2 separate regions of the Hordeum vulgare genome follow, and region 2 is linked to region 1. The links are chromatin contacts, called in public Hi-C maps. All regions are on one chromosome and are shown on one strand. The core of a region is the stretch at or near the end of the contact, and the rest is flanking DNA. Distances in the headings are between cores, read along the strand shown. Region 1 holds the start of LOC123399528. Region 2 has its middle 9.5 kb from the start of LOC123395097.

Region 1 (3,282 bases), core at 532-3,031:
GTTCCTCCAATCACCCAACACGCCCTTCAGATCCTTAATCTTATTCCCAATCCCCACGCAGCAGTTCGCGTGCATGGTGACGATCTTCCCCAAATCCTTACCATAGCTGCAGAACCCGCCGACGTAGGCCGGGTCCAGGTACTGCACCCGGAGCCCGAGCTCCGCCACCATCTGCTTCTTCATCATGTTAAACACCGGCTGCTCGTTGGCGCCCGGGTACTTACCCCTACCCCCGTGCCACAGCTTCGTCATGGCGATGGTGCGCGCGTTGGGCTTCACGTGGAAGAACCCCGTGTTGGGGAAGTTGCCCAGGTTGTCGGGGTCGCCGAAGTACACGTCGCTGGACACCGTCATGTCGGCGTACGCCGTCACGTGCTTGAACGGGTCGCGCAGCCACACGATGTCGACGTCGGTGAAGAGGAAGCCGTAGCCGAGCTCCAGGATCCGGCGCTGCAGCTTCAGCTTGCTCCACACCAGCTCCAGGTAGTCCTTGGAGAGGAAGTACTTGTGGGCGGCGAAGTCGATGTTGAGCCCCGGGATGGTGTAGTGGTAGCAGTGCCGGTGCACGGCGAGGCACCGCGCGTGGGCGCCGGCGTCCATGGCCACGACGAGAACGTGCGGGAGGAGGCGCGCCGTGCCGTCGCCGATGCGGAAGCTCTCCAGGAACAGGTCCAGCAGGGAGCCCGGCGCCGCCCAGGCCTGGTTCACGCACGTGATGATCACCGTCCGATCGTCCGTCGCTGCTCGCGCCACCGCTGCCGCCAGCCCCCGGAACTCCGCCGCCTCCTCCTTCGCTCCCTGACATGGCATGCATGCATGATCCATCAGTATTTTTAGGCACTGTTTTCTGGTCAAATTTGGCGTTATTAATTCTAGAACGATTTGAAACGATCTGTAACTGACAACGGTATTGACGGACTCTCGTCAAGTCGTGATAAGTTAGATCAACAAAAAGAAGGGTGGTTGATTGATTCAGCGGCAACACATGACTGGTAACTGCCACTGCAAGAAAGTAGTATTGGCGCTCAACCATACCGCCCTGAATTTGCTCATCGGCAAAAGCAGATTAACTAGTACTCAGTCCGTAAACTAATAGTATAAAAACGTTTAGATCATTAAAGTAATGATCTAAACGTCCTTATGTTAGTTTACGGGAGTAGTAAGAAACTAGCTACTTGATCGGATAATTGAGAAACTCGATATCGAACTGACCTTTTCTCCATGGTGACGTGTGCTGGGAAGATGACTTAGAGCAGCGGCAGTAGAGGAAGGGTTGCGCTTTGTGATTGTTGTTGTGTTCGCCGGACGGCGACGATTGTCCGGTGGTGCATGATGAACAACAACGGCACGTGCTGTGGTCCCGTTGCGGCGGTGGTGCTGGTCGCCGGATGATGATCTCAGGCCGGAGAAGTGCCCCGGCGTCCTGGCGCGGCTGAGCCCGGCGGCCGGCGCCCGGTACTGGACGAGCACGACGATGGTGAGCGCCGCGGCGGCGCCGAGGACGAAGGCCACCACCTGACGCGCCGTGGCCTCTGCGACGACCACCTTCCCCATATCGATCACCAGCTAGCTAACTGATGGTGTAGCACTAGCGAAGTAGAGTGATCATGTACTCACCTCATGTATGTGTGATGGGATTAGCAGGCTAGATAGGCATGGGGGCTAAACGGAGCGTATAAGAAGCGTTTCAACAGGTTGCTCCGGTCATCCCGGCGGTCCCTTGGGGAACTGACGCCGACGCAGCATGTAGACCAAGATATAGTTGTGCTCGATCGGCTAGGGTCGTTGCCTCTGCCGTGCTGCCGAGGTAGTAAGTAATTTGTACCACTATACTCAAGTAAGTACTTATATTAAGTTAACACATGCATGCACCGTAATTTGGCTTCACATGTTGCGCCCTAGTTAGTAGTAGATGCCTTTGGAGGCTAGCCAAGTTGTCCACGTCCACGTGTACGTGTTGTATCTGCAAGGAAGAAAAACAACAAGGCTGAGTATAGTACGTGCCTATGATTGATATACACGGTGGAAAACCGTGGAATTCGGGTTGGTTGTTAATGTGTACACGCTCGCGAGTGGGCATGGGCGGTCGCTGCACGAGAGTTTGCGCGCGCACATGGATACATGCGTGGGTGACGGATCGACGATTGACCTCTCTCTCTCTCTCTCTCTCTCTCTCTGCATCGACTGGTTGGTTCGATGGAGTGCAGTGTAAAATTAGTGAGGCCAACTTTTTGGGCCAACTTTTGGTTGCTAGCGTGCGTGAAGGCGACGTATGTATGTGTAGATGGTGGACTGAATCTTATAAGTATAATGGGCTAGGCACGACGCGGGATCGGGCGCCAGGTGTGCGCTCGGATTAGGTGTGAGGTCTCCGTTTCAGGGACTGTTCTATCTTCTACCTCCCCACCTGTTTGCCCTGCCCTGCCCTGCCATCCGATCTAGCTAGCTGCTCCATTAATACACACCACCACACGACGTATACGTCTCCAACATTTCCTAACCTTGCTAGCACGATTCATTTCGTTGACAGAAACATTTCAACATATAGTGCATACTCCCTCCGTCCCTAATTATTTGCCCAAGAAATGACAACAAATATGTTTGCTTCTATTTATTTCCGTGACATGTAATTCGAGACAAACGGAGGGAGGGAGTATGAACGTACTATGCATCCAATGAGTTGATTTCGTATGGTAAAGGTTGAGCAAGACGGTAGCACTCTTGTACGTACAGAAGAAACGACATCGAACCAAAGCAACTAGCTTGTGCCACAAGGACCGGCCGGTGCGTTCAGGCCGGCCGGCCAGTGTGGTACATATTCCCAGGCCAAGGGGGTTGTCGAGGAACGGCCGGGGCCGAAAGCTAGTGTGTTTTCATTAACCTTCTTTGTTGAAGGTGACATGCATACATACATATACCCTACATACATACATGGCCGTGCAACGCGTGGCTGAAAAGATCAACACCCATGTCGGCACGGCCACAATCAAGTTGCAACAGCAAAAATAAAAAACATCTTGTGCAACATATACATCAACCAGACCTTCTTCCGTAGGTAACTACACCGAGTTTGCGTATATATTCTTGGCCCTGTTTGGATCCATAGGCTAGAGTTAGTTTAAGCTAGTTGGGACTCAAATAGCACTAAAGTATCCAAACATGAGGGTTAGATTGGAGCTAGTTGCATCTAACCCATCCAAAAAAACTAGCCCATCCAAGAGGTGCTAATTGGAGCTAGTTTTCATGGGGCCTACTAAAAAGTCACTTTTCTCTCTCTATCCA
Region 2 (3,282 bases), core at 326-2,825, 42 kb after region 1:
TATAGCTGGTCCCTATGCTTGGACCGGCCCATGCGAGGATTCCCTGCAAAACGTTTTTTATAACTGGTATTGATGGGTAATATTAAAAAATTTTGAAGGCAATTTTAATGACGTACCATAGAAGCAATATGTGTTTTATTAGTAGGGATAGATATGTGTGAGTTGTGGAGCTATGTGTGTATATATGGGCTTGGAGCTGTAAGTTGGTTCGTATGGTAAAGCTTTATCCAGACGTGCGTGTACTATCGATCTTATGGTAAAGCTTTATCGAGATGGCATCAAACCAAAGCGATTAGCATGTGACACACACAAGGCCCCGCCGGTGCGTTGAGGTCGGCCGAGATAGCCCCCAGACCAAGGCCGTTATCAAGGAACGGGGACCGAGAGCAAGTGTGCTGATGTTCTTATTTCTTTCTCGAACGTGACGTACGTACCCGTGCACATGTGCAATGCATGGTCCAAAAGACCGTCCGATGTCGGCACACATACAAATTGCAACAGCAGCAATAGGTACGCCACTTTTCAGGGGCTAAAAATATACTCCCTCCGGTCTTAAATATAAATCGTTCTAAAAATTCAACAAAATATTATATACAAATACTTATAGACATAATTTAAAATATAGATTCATTCGTTTTGCTCTTATGTGATTCATAAAAAAAATACTTAAAAAATTATATTTAAAAACAGAAAGAGCAATTAACAACATACACAGGTGAGCACATGGAAACCTACGGGCAGCACATGTATATCGTTCCCGCGGTGCATAGAAGCATGCATGCATGATCATTTGTCCTGAATGATAGAAAGTGGAATCTGCAATGTTTTTTTGTTTTTTGAGAAAACGCCTTCGTTCTAGCTGCTTCTTTGGTTAACAGTGCAACACGCTGCAGCATATGCTTTGGGTCGTTCAACGGGCAAATCCTATTTGGTGCTGCAGGCGTCGATTAAAGTGCATTTTTCTTAATCGGTGCCCGCAGCGCCGGTCATGGGCCGGCCCAGTAGGATGGCGGCTTACCCGGTCTTTTCCATTTAGCTTTTTTAGGACTTCTTTTTCTTCGGTTTTTATTTTTTTCTTGTTTTTTATTTACTCTCTTTATTACTTTTTCCATTTTTATTTTACTTTAAATTTTTTTGCAAAAAGTACAGCCCTGTTTTTATTTTTATTTTACCAAATTCATGAATTAGTTTTCAAAATTTGTGAACACTTTTTAATATTGGTGAACTTTTTTCCAAATTTTGATGACCTTTTTTCAAAAATGATGAACTTTTTTAGGGTTTGTGAACTATTTTTTCAGTTCAACGAACTTTCTTTAAAACATTTTTCAAATTCATGAACTGATTTTGGAAATCCGTAAACTTTTTTTAGATCACAGTGAATTTTTTCAAATTCATGAACTTTCATTTCAAAATTTATGAACCATTTTCTATTTTATGAAAAAAATATGTCCAGTTTTGTTTTTGTTTTTTGGTTTTTTATAGAAAAATCAGCCCTGGAACTGGGCCGGCCCGTTTTGTATGGCCTGTAGGCGCTGGTTCTCCTAGCCAGCGCTTAAGGCGCCGACTAGGAGCTCCCCGTTTAGCGCGCCAGAACTACATATAGCCCAGTGTGAGGCGGACTTATGTCTCGCCTCTGGCGGGCGACCTATTGAGCCAGCCCATGATATCTACGGTTACCTCAAAATTACAATTTGAGAAGTATTCCTCCTAAACATCACTCTTATTTCTTCATCTTACGACAAATGGCGCATTGCATGTTTATCATTTGTTGTAATCTGGAACTTTTTCCTTTTCGTAGATCCGCTATTTTCAAAACATTGTATCCATTAAACCGTGCGTCCAAATCTTGAACTGTTTTACCCTTGGATTCTTCGCGTTTAAATCTTCAAAACTCGATCCCATGCTAATAGGTTTTGACAAACTCTTTCTTTCACGGAAAAACCGGTCAAAAAAACTGTGCCTCTTGTGGAAGGAAAAAAATGCGTACTTTTTTTGTTTTTGAGAGGCTAGGTCGTACCCTCTTGTGGAGCCAAACATGTGCCTCTCACGGAAGAAAACCAGTGCCTCCGTAAAAAAAAGCAGAAAACACATTTTTTTCCTCATGCCTCTTGCGAAAGCAAAACTGTGTCTCTCCTGAAAGAAAAACAAACAGAGGATGCATTATTTTTCCATTTCCTAGAGGCACCGACGTGCCTCTTGTGGAACAAAAACGAACATTTTTTGAACTTACATACATTTCTTGGGATGGAAAACATATGTAGAAAATAAAGAACATTTTTGAAATTTCATGAACATTTTCAAATCATGAACTTTTTTAGAATTGGTAAACAAAGTTTGAAAAACAAATTCAATTTTGAATAAACATTATAAAAGAGAAACATTTTTTCATAAAGCATGAACATTTTTTATAAAAAATTTAAAGCAAGAACATTTTTGAAAACTCTGAACAAATTATGATTTTTTTTTAAAAATACCTGCACTTTTTTTTAATAGCCGAGACACCTCTCCGATCAGTAACCAATAGCGGAACGTGGATTCCCGTGTTGGTTCACACATATTCCACGAAGATCGTTATCGGTCAAACCGCGATGCCCATGATTCAATCAATCCCGTATGTGGTTCCCTTTGTTGAGCGGTATGTTACTTGCCCGAGATTTGATCATCGGTACATTTTTGCCTAGTTCAATCTCCTCGCCGACAAGTCTCTGTACTCGCTTTGTGATAGAAGATACTATGACTAACTCCTTAGTCACATTGCTTCCAAACTTTTTGTATTGTTGTATTACCGAGAGGGCCCAGAGATACCTCTTTGTCATACGGAGTGACAAATCCCAGTCTCGATCCATGCCAACCCAACAGACACCCTCGAGATATGTGGAGAGTATCTTTATGATTACCCAGTTACGAAGTAACGTTTGATACGCACAAGGAATTCTTCGGTGTCAGGGAGTTCCATGATATCATGGTCTTAGGAACAAATATTTGACATGAAGAAAACAATAGCAATAAACTAAGTGATACAATTAAATGCTATGCTTATGGTCAGGTCTTGTCCATCGCATCATTCTTCTAATGATATGATCCCGTTATCAAGTGACTACTCATGTCTATGGTTAGGAAACCTTAACAATCTTTGATCAATGAGCTAGTCTAGTAGAGGCTCACTACGGACACGGTGTTGTCTATGTATCCACACATGTATTTGAGTTTCCGATCAATACAATTCTAACATCGATAATAAACGATTATCATGAATAAGGAAATATGATAATACACAATTTA

The links. Hi-C and Micro-C count contacts between places; a contact is called where the count stands out from the background.
Region 2: a Hi-C map of leaf shows a contact between it and region 1, with 1.6 times the contacts expected there. The contact joins the enhancer-like site here to the promoter of LOC123399528 in region 1.

What each region holds. Positions count from the first base shown.
Region 1 is chr5H:578,393,848-578,397,129 of MorexV3_pseudomolecules_assembly, forward strand. LOC123399528 reads right to left here and starts at 1,782. Exons shown (of 2, transcript XM_045093927.1): 1 at 1,213-1,782; 2 at 1-798. The coding sequence starts at 1,554.
Region 2 is chr5H:578,435,991-578,439,272 of MorexV3_pseudomolecules_assembly, forward strand. No RefSeq gene overlaps it. Among protein-coding and RNA genes, the nearest start is that of LOC123395097, 9.5 kb to the right of the region's middle. Within about 2 kb of position 1,576, at least 3 of the 3 cell types and tissues checked have open chromatin away from gene starts, as enhancers often do. A contact at or near this core is called in leaf, where this site is marked.